3 separate regions of the Mus musculus genome follow, and regions 2 and 3 are each linked to region 1. The links are chromatin contacts, called in public HiChIP or PLAC-seq maps. All regions are on one chromosome and are shown on one strand. The core of a region is the stretch at or near the end of the contact, and the rest is flanking DNA. Distances in the headings are between cores, read along the strand shown.

The links. HiChIP or PLAC-seq counts read pairs in DNA pulled down with a chosen protein or histone mark.
Region 2: an HNF4G HiChIP or PLAC-seq map of pancreatic cancer cells shows a contact between it and region 1. The contact joins two enhancer-like sites. A contact is called at or near these places in 1 of 39 promoter capture datasets (liver), 2 of 484 Hi-C or Micro-C datasets (bone marrow-derived macrophages and nephron progenitors), 3 of 115 datasets of contacts at active chromatin or transcription factors (embryonic fibroblasts, embryonic stem cells and pancreatic cancer cells) and 1 of 9 other capture datasets (embryonic stem cells).
Region 3: a contact with region 1 is called in an H3K27ac HiChIP or PLAC-seq map of embryonic fibroblasts, with 8 times the contacts expected there. The contact joins two enhancer-like sites. A contact is called at or near these places in 3 of 39 promoter capture datasets (the C10 cell line and liver), 1 of 484 Hi-C or Micro-C datasets (brown adipocytes), 2 of 115 datasets of contacts at active chromatin or transcription factors (embryonic fibroblasts and pancreatic cancer cells) and 1 of 9 other capture datasets (embryonic stem cells).

The regions. Positions count from the first base shown.
Region 1 is chr6:145,712,120-145,715,117 of GRCm38.p6, forward strand. No RefSeq gene overlaps it. Among named protein-coding and RNA genes, the nearest start is that of Rassf8, 33 kb to the right of the region's middle. Within about 2 kb of position 1,617, at least 82 of the 459 cell types and tissues checked have an H3K27ac peak or open chromatin away from gene starts, as enhancers often do. A contact at or near this core is called in embryonic fibroblasts and pancreatic cancer cells, where this site is marked.
Region 2 is chr6:145,381,351-145,384,481 of GRCm38.p6, forward strand. No RefSeq gene overlaps it. Among named protein-coding and RNA genes, the nearest start is that of Gm38926, 35 kb to the left of the region's middle. Within about 2 kb of position 1,836, at least 11 of the 459 cell types and tissues checked have an H3K27ac peak or open chromatin away from gene starts, as enhancers often do. A contact at or near this core is called in pancreatic cancer cells, where this site is marked.
Region 3 is chr6:145,358,815-145,362,018 of GRCm38.p6, forward strand. No RefSeq gene overlaps it. Among named protein-coding and RNA genes, the nearest start is that of Gm38926, 12 kb to the left of the region's middle. Within about 2 kb of position 1,642, at least 46 of the 459 cell types and tissues checked have an H3K27ac peak or open chromatin away from gene starts, as enhancers often do. A contact at or near this core is called in embryonic fibroblasts and pancreatic cancer cells, where this site is marked.

The DNA of each region.
Region 1 (2,998 bases), core at 367-2,866:
TCCTCACCCCTCCATCATCTCCACCACCACCACCACCACCACCACCACCACCGCCACCACCACCACCACCACCACCACCACCACCGATGAGGAAGGGCAGACCACTAGCTGGGCAATTCAATCAAGGGTTGTATCTATGGAAACTGAAAAGCAAACCTCAGCCCTGAATTGTCTCCAGGTTGGGAAGAGCATCAGCCTTTCCCATCTGTATCATTAAAGTCGGCTTCTCTAATTCCATGGATTTATTAACAAATCACCTATGTGCAAATGGCAGATTTGTTGACCGGCACAGTTCACGTTGGCACAGTTTGGTAGAAGGCAGTGCTAAGGCAGCAAGTGTGTCCCCTGAGATGCTTTTATCCTCAGAGTCCCAAATCAGCAGAAGGACTTCCCGTCAGCTTAATAGAGTGTGGTGGTTTGAATATGCTTGGCCCAGGGAGTGGCACTATTTGGAGGTGTGGCCTTGTTGGAGTAGGTGCGGCCTTGTTGGAGGAAGCTTGTCACTGTGGGCATGGGCCTTAAGGCCCTCGTGCTGGCTGCCTGGAAGCCAGTCTTCTCCTATTTGCCTTTGGAACAAGATGTAGACCTCTCAGCTCCTCCTGCACCACACCTGCCTGGGCACTGTTACTCTTGATGGTAATGGACTGAACCTCTGGGCCTGTAAGCCAGCCCCAATTAAATGTTTAATTTATAAGAGTTGCCTTGGCCATGGTATCAGTTCACGGCAGTAAAACCCTAACTAAGACATAGATCTTTAAAATAATTTTCTTTTTAATAATTTAAGTACGTTCTCATTTATGCATTAATGCTGTTGAGGCCACCTCATGCCATTAATTAAAAGGACATTGATTCATGATTCATGAATTTATAGACAGTCGGGTTTTGTGGGATTTTGTTTTGCTTTGTTTTTGTTTTTAAGTGCTTTTTTTTTCATCCCAAGATATATTGTTCTTGAGATAAAAACTGCTGATTCATAATCAGATTGACTCAGAAATTTGTCTAAGCCAGAGAAGGACAGGGGGAAATGGGGACCAGCAGAGGGGGACTTGTTTAAATTTTACGAGGAATAAAGTGTCCCAGAATCAAACCTCAAGGTTGTTTGTAATCAAAAAGGCAGCAAGGATGAATTTGGAAATAACAAAAACACAAAGCCTCGCCTTGCTGACATCTGCCCTCTGTGTGGGGCGGTTCTCAGAGGAGGGAGACTGTCTCTCCCAGGTTTGTCCTGGGAATGTGGTGTTGACTACTAATGACATTTCAGGAATGCACTGTCTGAGGTGACAGAGTGAGACACACCCAAGCCCTGAGGAGGCCTGTGTGGCCTCTTGGTTGTGATAATTGTGTTGTGTTCTGTCTCCTGTGACCTAGCAGTTACAATTGCACCTCACTCTTAACAGGAACAGGCAAACACTGAGCTGAGCTGCGTCTCAGCCTTTGAAACGAGGCTGAACTATCTCTTAGGACAGAGGCTGGGAACACAGGCAATAAAGCTGTCTTTCCTGACAATGCTGCCATGCTACCCGAATTCCTGGATGGGAGCTGACCATCCTGCTGTGAATCCAGCAGGCCTTTCCCCTGGAGTCTAACCCACACATGGAAATAGATCAACCTGTTACCATGGATACCTAAAAACATGGCCAAATGATTAAAATTCTTGTCTAAATCATTGCAGTGTCTGACCCAGTACTCTGGCCTTGGGAAGTGACACCCCAGGGAAGGGGGCACAGCGTCTATAGATCACTGTCCCCTTGTCCACTGGTCCAGCTCTTACTATTTATCTGCCTGGGCCCCATGTCAGGGATCTGAAGCCATGGGTCCTGCTGTCCATACACTGTGGATGCCAATGATCCCACACACACCCCCACCCCGACTCCCATGATGCTTCTCAGCGATAATTACTCTGACTTCTAAGGCCTTATTAATTTCTTTCTTTATCCAGACCAAATGTGAAAAATCTCTTTGACTTTTGTTTTTAGCTTAAGCAAAGTGCTTGCCCCAGAAAATCAATTCAAGATTGAATTTAAATATAAGACTTAATTGGAGCCCTTAGTTTTGTTTAACATTATGGGCCTTGTACACATTGCCAAACATTATTCATTCAACCAGATTTGTCCGTGTTAGTCACCCTGACTAATAGGTACATGAAGGAGAAGTGGTTGAGCTATTCTTGGGGAATGGTGGCCAGGTCACAGTGCTGTGTGGTGGCACTGGCCACACAGAAGGAAATGACACAGATGAACACAGAGATGGTCACCCAGCTGGCAAGGCTTCTAGTGAGAATTAAGTCAGAGGCAGTGCCTGAGGTGAGAGGAAGAGAAGAGGGAGGGTGATACAGTTATGGATGTGGACAGAAGAAAATGTCATCCAAGCAAGGTACTTGGCACACAGGAAAAACTCATAGTTGTTGGCCAAGGCCACAACACTTTGAAAACTACTCCATTTTGATTAAATGGTGACAATTTTCCCAAACCACAGTAATTAGCCCTTCCCGAGGTTGTTTTCCTCCATCCCTCCCCCTGCAGATCCCCACAATGCCTGTCAATCCCCTGACATCTCCTTCCTTACTGCTCAACATTCTTTGGTCACTCCTAGCAATGGCCAGTCTTCAGTCAAAAAGCTTTCTCTTTGACCACGCCTCCTGTCCTTCTGTTCTCCCCCTTCCCCTTCCCCTCATCTCCACCCCATAATAATCCCTGGTCTGTACTCTGGTTTCTCAACCTAGAGACTATCCTTCAGCAGAACTGCTCCGATGAAGCCTGGTCTGCTGTGTGTCTTTTCCTTCAGCCAACTTTTCAGTAATAATATAAGGAACACTTAGATGCACTACTGGTAACAGTGCTCATAAAACATGGCTGCGAATAACATAGATCAATAACGTTTAGTCAGATACATTAAAATTGTTGTACCTAGCCTATGACTAATTGCGTTCCCAGGAATTTTCCCCAAATCAGTGCAAAGTCTACAATAAAGGCACTTGTGTGTCTATGATGTTTCCTGA
Region 2 (3,131 bases), core at 586-3,085, 330 kb before region 1:
TGACGCCAGCCACTGCCACCGCTAAGCTTGAGTAGGACTTGTTCAGGGTGGCTGTTGGTTGGGATCGAAGCGCAGTTAATACTCCAATGTCTGCCCAAAGGAACAGACGAGAAAAGGAGAAGCAGGACAGAGGAGCTCGGGGCTGGATCCCTCCCGTCCCCACAAGGAAAATCTCAATGTGTCGTGGAGACGCTAGAGAGGGCAGGAACTCGTGGTGGCCAGATGGGTTTCACCCAGAACGTGGAACTACTGAGGAAAAACCAAAGATGGGCCAATATCGTTCTGTTAGCAAGACTCCTTGGTCAGGGTCAGGGGCGTCAGCAAGACCTGGGGTTAGGTGAGGGTAGACAGGGGAGGGTTTCCAGAGGCCAGTAAGGCAGACTAGCTGAATTGGTGAGGTCTGGATTTAACTCAAGACCCTGCTTCCAAAGGACAGGGTAGTTATCAAGTGAGGAAGGTCCTCTACCCTGGGGCCTACACACACACAAGGCTCAGTGAAGCAGTAACTGTTTTGAAGTTAAGTTTCACAAGTGTTTTTCCCATGATGATGGCAATGGCTGGCTGTTGATAGTGAGTCTGTTTGGAAGGCAGTGCAGAAGGAAAATGGGAATGAAATAGAGACAACAAAGACCCCTCATCCTCTGCTTTGAGTTTCAGGCTGTTAAGTCGCCATCTTCACCATGTGTGCACTTGGCTGCTGTGAGCCAAAGTGACTAACTGGCAGAGTTCAACTAGAATATACAGAACGGAGCATGCTGGGACGAGAAGGGGGCTGCAGGTTGATCCCCAAGACACTGGCTCCACTGTCTTTTACATTTCCTAGTAATTATATTAGTTGTTGAGAATTATTCTTAAAGTTCTAAGGCTGTCAGCTTAGTCTGATGGGGGAATAAGAATTAATTACAAGAGTTAACACAGTTCTATCCCACCTGAATACTGATGCTTGTGTGGACCCACTATGTATCTAATGATTTGGGCTGCCTCTCTTTCCACTACCACACCAGAACACTGATACTTGTGTGGACCCACTATGTGTCTAATGATTTGGGCTGCCTCTCTTTCCACTACCACACCAGAACATTGATACTTGTGTGGACCCATTGTGTATCTAATGATTTGGGCTGCCTCTCTTTCCTTCGACAGAATGGGTCATATGGCAGATGTTTTGCTGAGGCCACCAAATGATTCTGTAACAAAAGGGTCAGAAACAAGTCTTCCCTCCTACTCTTCCTACGGTGAAGAAACAAGAAATGGTTGTCATCACATTTTCCATGTTCTCAGAACTCCTTATCTCCAGGCCAGAGTGTTCCCAGAGCGTCTCTGCTCCCGGGTGTGGAGCTGGGCGAACATGTTTGCATTGTCCTCATTTAGAGGTACAGATTCAGCAACAGCTGTTGACAATTAATTATCCTTTGTCAACCGCATTCTGAGCTCTGAGTCTGTTCCCAGGTGCTTAGTGATACAGCAGCACACTTGGCCCGTGTTCTCTACGCCTCCCTTGGCATAGTGCCACTACAAGGACAGTGGCATTGTAAGTCACATGACTCCTTCTGATGCCGCCTCCCTCCCTTGGCAAACATAACACTACTACAGCATTCCAAGCAAGGATGGCGTCCTTGTACAATGACCATCACCGGTCTCACTCTGGCCCCTTTCTTCTATGTCTCCCATGTCTGTCTGATTACCATTTCTTTAAGGATTACATACCACACTACAAATGGAAGAAAAGCAACAAAGAAGAAAATGGCCATCAGGAACGTCTGCATGTCGTGAAGGAAGAGTTGATTGGCTGTGACATAGGGTTAGGGGGCAGGAAAACTTATGAGTCAGAGTTTTAGATATTTGAAACCTTGGTTAAAATATATCTTTCCTGACATGCCTGGTCTGAAGGGCTCAGTATGAGTTACAGACCACAGGGACAGCCTGAGTCCCTAATCAACCTTCACGGCACAGTCTGTTTGCAGGAACAATGTTAGGGCATAAAGAGAGTTTACCTCAAACTGGCCAGACAAGTGGGACCAGGGAGAGGGGAAGAAAAAGGGAAGAACTGAGGCAGAGAGGAAGGAATGGAGGGAGGGAGGGAGGAAGGAGAGAAGGAGGGAAGAAGGGAGGAAGATTAAGAGCAACTTTTGGATATTGGATCTGTCTTCTGAAAATTAGAAATTGGGAATTGAAGTTGAAATTGGGAAACGTCAATCTGGAAACTATCTGTACTTTACCGAATGGGAGTTTTCACTTAAAAACCAAACATCTTCTAGGTAGTTTGAAGATTTATTTTCCTGTGTGTGTGTGTAAACGCCTTCATGTGTATATGTGCAGCAAATGCATGCCTGGTGCCTGTAGATGCCAGCAGGGGATGTTGGATCTCCTGGGACTAGAGTCACAGCTGCTTGTGAGCAGCAATGTGGGTGTTGGGAACTGAACCCAGATCTTCTATAAGAGCAAATGCTTGTAACCAGAGACACGTCTCCAGCCCCCTCTTATAAGTACTTTTAAAATGGAAAATTATTAGCATTTTCTGAGTTAGACATTTTTATATTTGGTGATTAGTTTTGTCATTTCGATACACAACCCAAATAACTTGGGCAGTCTCAGTGAGGACCTGTCTACATACGGTTAGCCTGTGGTGTGTGTGTGGGATTAGCTTAACTGATATAGGTAGACCCAGTCCACTGTGGGCAGCAACATTCCCTAGATGAGGGGTCCTGACCTGTGTAAAAGTGGAGAAATCAAGTTGAGTGCAAGGGAGCGAGCAGCATTTGTGAGTTCATTTCTCCCTGCCTAGACTGTGGATATGATGTGACTAATCCCTTTGCTATGGTTTCCTCTCAACAGTGGGCTATAACCTGGAATTAGAAACAAAAGTAAACCCCCTTTTCCCTACCTTGATTTTTCTTTCCCACCAACAGAAATAAAACTAGAACAGGTAAGAGGATCCAACATGAGCAGAGGTTTGTCTCTCTCTCTTTCTTTCTTTCTTTCTTTCTTTCTTTCTTTCTTTCTTTCTTTCTTTCTTTCTTTCTTTCTTTCTTTCTTTCCTTCCTTCCTTCCTTCCTTAGATATTTTCTTTATTTACATTTCAAATGTTATTCCCTTTCCTAGTTTCCCCTCCAAAAAATCTCCTATCCCTT
Region 3 (3,204 bases), core at 392-2,891, 350 kb before region 1:
CAAACTCAGGTCCCCTGGAAGAGCAGCGACCAGTCTTAATGGCGGAACCATCTTTTCAGCCCTAGACCTTTTCTGATCTGGTCACACCATGGTGAGCAAACAAGAAACATGATTCTTGTGTCCCTCTAATCAGGACTTTGGGCTGTAGCTAATGCCTTCCGTGGTTTAGACCTAACTTAGGATCTTGTGATTCATTTAACTGTCATGTCTCTCGAGTCTCCCCTCCTGTGGTTCAACTCTAGCCTTCCTTTCTCTTTGATGACCTTGGCATTTTGGAAAGGACAAGCCAATTATTTTGCAGACTCTCTTTCACTTCGTGTCAGAAGTTTCCTCATGGTTAGATTCAGTTTATGTGTTTTGGCAAAAATGCCTCATAAAGAATGCGTTCTTCTTAGGGTATCGGTCTAGAATGTGAGTGGAACCTGTCTGTCCAAGCACTAAGGACATTCTCTTTGATTGCTAGACGGTGTGTTGCTTAATAACTTTTGCTCCTATAAAGTACAATTTTCAGGAGTTTCTTTAGGGCCAGGGCTTGAAGATGATTCTAGACCAAGGATGTCCCCCTGTAGTGAAAGAGTGTCCAATTCTGTCCAACATGACAGCCAGTGAGTGACACGTTTTGGGCACTTATGACAAAGGGTGCTATTGAAGACATCAAAGGGGGTACAGTCGGAATGTCAGAATGCTCATAAAACAGCCTGTATGTACCAACATCTCCTAAAACAGACAAGTACTGTGCTTTGGATCTTTGGACCAGGGGCTTAGGGCAGAGAACCATGTTCAGAGCTGAAGCCTCAGAGCTCATGGCCCAGCGGTTGCCTGGCGTTAGAGTGGCGCCCGGGAAGCCACCTCCCATCTTTATTTCAGAAGTAGCTGCTCTAGAAGCTCTAGGCAGAGCCAGGGTTAGCGCGACTTCATTCTGTAACCCGGGCTGTAGCCTGTTGTGATGACTGCTTTTTGCGGGGGTGGGGGTCGGGGGAGGGGAGCGTCTGAATCATTCTAAGAAAATGGGGCTTGGTTTGTTCGATGAGTTGGGGCCAGGTGAGATCCTGCAAGAACACTGTGTTGTTCTTGGAAGTGATTAAGGTTGAAGCACAAGTTCGGGGAGAACGATTGTATCCCTCATAAAAGTGGATTCTGTTCGTTTTAAGGTACACAATAGAAGCTGTGGCCCAGACTCGCCCCAAAGGCAGCCTCGAGGGCATTTACACGCACAGATGGGCATGCACTCAGGAGAGCCACTAAGGAAAGCTGACGTTGAAACGCCCACGTCTTAAGCTATCTGCTGTGAACCTCTGCAAAGATTCATTTTTTTTCTTGCCAAATATAGCATTCAGTTACCAAGTGGAATTGTAAAAGTTTACGTTTTCATGAAAATTCCGGTAATGTTTTTTCCCTCCTCCACCAACGTCTTCTCAGTTCACCACTAGAGGGCACTGTTGGCAGTGAGATCAACAGGAAGGAAGCAGAAAATTGTCTAGTGTTTCTTTGTTGTGTGTGTTTTAAATAACTTTAAATTACTTCCTTTCCGTCAGTAAATAAAAACGGAAATTTAAAAGCTACTCTACTTACAGTTTATATGGACTTGTGTTTCCACTCACCTCAGATACATACAAACCTTGAGTGTACTCCATTAACAAAATAAATAAATCATTGTAAAATGTAGTTCCAATTTCTCCCAAATGCTTCCTTTCCCCAGGCACCTCGCACACTCCTGTACATCCTGTTTGGAATGTTTCCCGCACTTGGAAACGCCTTAGTTGGTTTTTTTTTTTTGTTTGTTTGTTTGTTTTGTTTTGTTTTGTTTTAATTTCTGAGCCGGTTAAACAATTTTACTTTCCCAATCACACTTTCCTGTCATTTGCTTCCAGACCCCAGAGCAGCGAGGGATCTTTCTGGTATCTAGCTTAAGCTATTTATTTCCCGTGTACCATATATACATATTCTGCACGCACACACATGCACAGGAAAGCACATTCCATGTCTCCATTTAGAGGTTACAGAGGTGGCAAGCGTGTCTGCATTCTGAGGGCGCATCCAAAGCTGCTGTCTAGCCATAAGCTTCATGCTTTTGAGGAAAACCTCAACGATGACTCCAGGGGCAATCTCTGCCTCCTTTCAGTGAATGCTGGGCCGTGTCACCATCCTTCAGGCTCACACATTAGCCCCGTAGCAGGCTCTAACACAGGCTCACACAGGTTCTGCTTGGATTTAGTTCTAGGAATTGGCCTGAGGACTGGAGGGAGACTGCTGGTTGGTCTATCGGCCACAGGTAGGGAACGACTTCTGTAGAATCTTCCAGAACAGTGGAAGTGCTGGTGCTTACTAGATTTCCTACGTTACTTTCTGTTACTGCGATAGCACCCTGACTAAGTCAACCTGAGGCTGGAGCTGAAGCGGAGGCCATGCAGGAGCGCTGCCACTGGCTGCTCACTGGCTCACATTCAGCTACCTTTCTGACCTGGATGGACTGCCTGCCTAGAGATGGTGCCGCCCACAGTGGGCGGGGCCTTCCTCCAACAACTAGCAATCAAGAAAATGCCCTGCAAACACTCCCACAGGCCAATCTGATGGAGGCGATTTCTCAACTGAAGCTCCCTTCCCCCAGCCTCTCTAAGTTTGTGTCAGGTTGGCAGGTGAAGCTATGACATTAGGTAGGGACACAGAAGCCACAGGAAACTGCAGAGTCAGCATCCATCCAGGCCCCCTCCCCCAATCAGGGCTGTCATTGTCCCTCACACTTGCTCTGCAGCAAACTCACATGGCCCTGGAGTTCTGAGTCCCTTAGATCTCGTGCCCGACTCACAACTCCTCTCGCTGCCTTTCCACTACAGGCAAAATGAGCGCCCTGTGAGTGAGCAGTGGTGTCGTCTGGAACTCCAGCTTTGCAATACACCGCAACAACAGCTCACCACTCACGGTGGTTCAGGGCAAAACTTAGCAGCGGCTGCTTCTGCTACCCCAGGGCATCTTTTCCTGTATGCCCGGATTGCCATCTCTGCCACCACAATCTCCTCCAGTGGATTACTTTCTCAAGTTGCTACTGGACCTGCAACTGTAAAGTCCAAGTTGCCAAGGCCTTCCAGGACTTAGCTGCAGCCTATCTAGTAACCAGGATGCCATTAGCTTCCCCTACACGATGGCACTGGAGCCAATCCCAAGTCTCCACGAGGCTGTGTGTTCCTCCAACCACCTGTTAGCCAG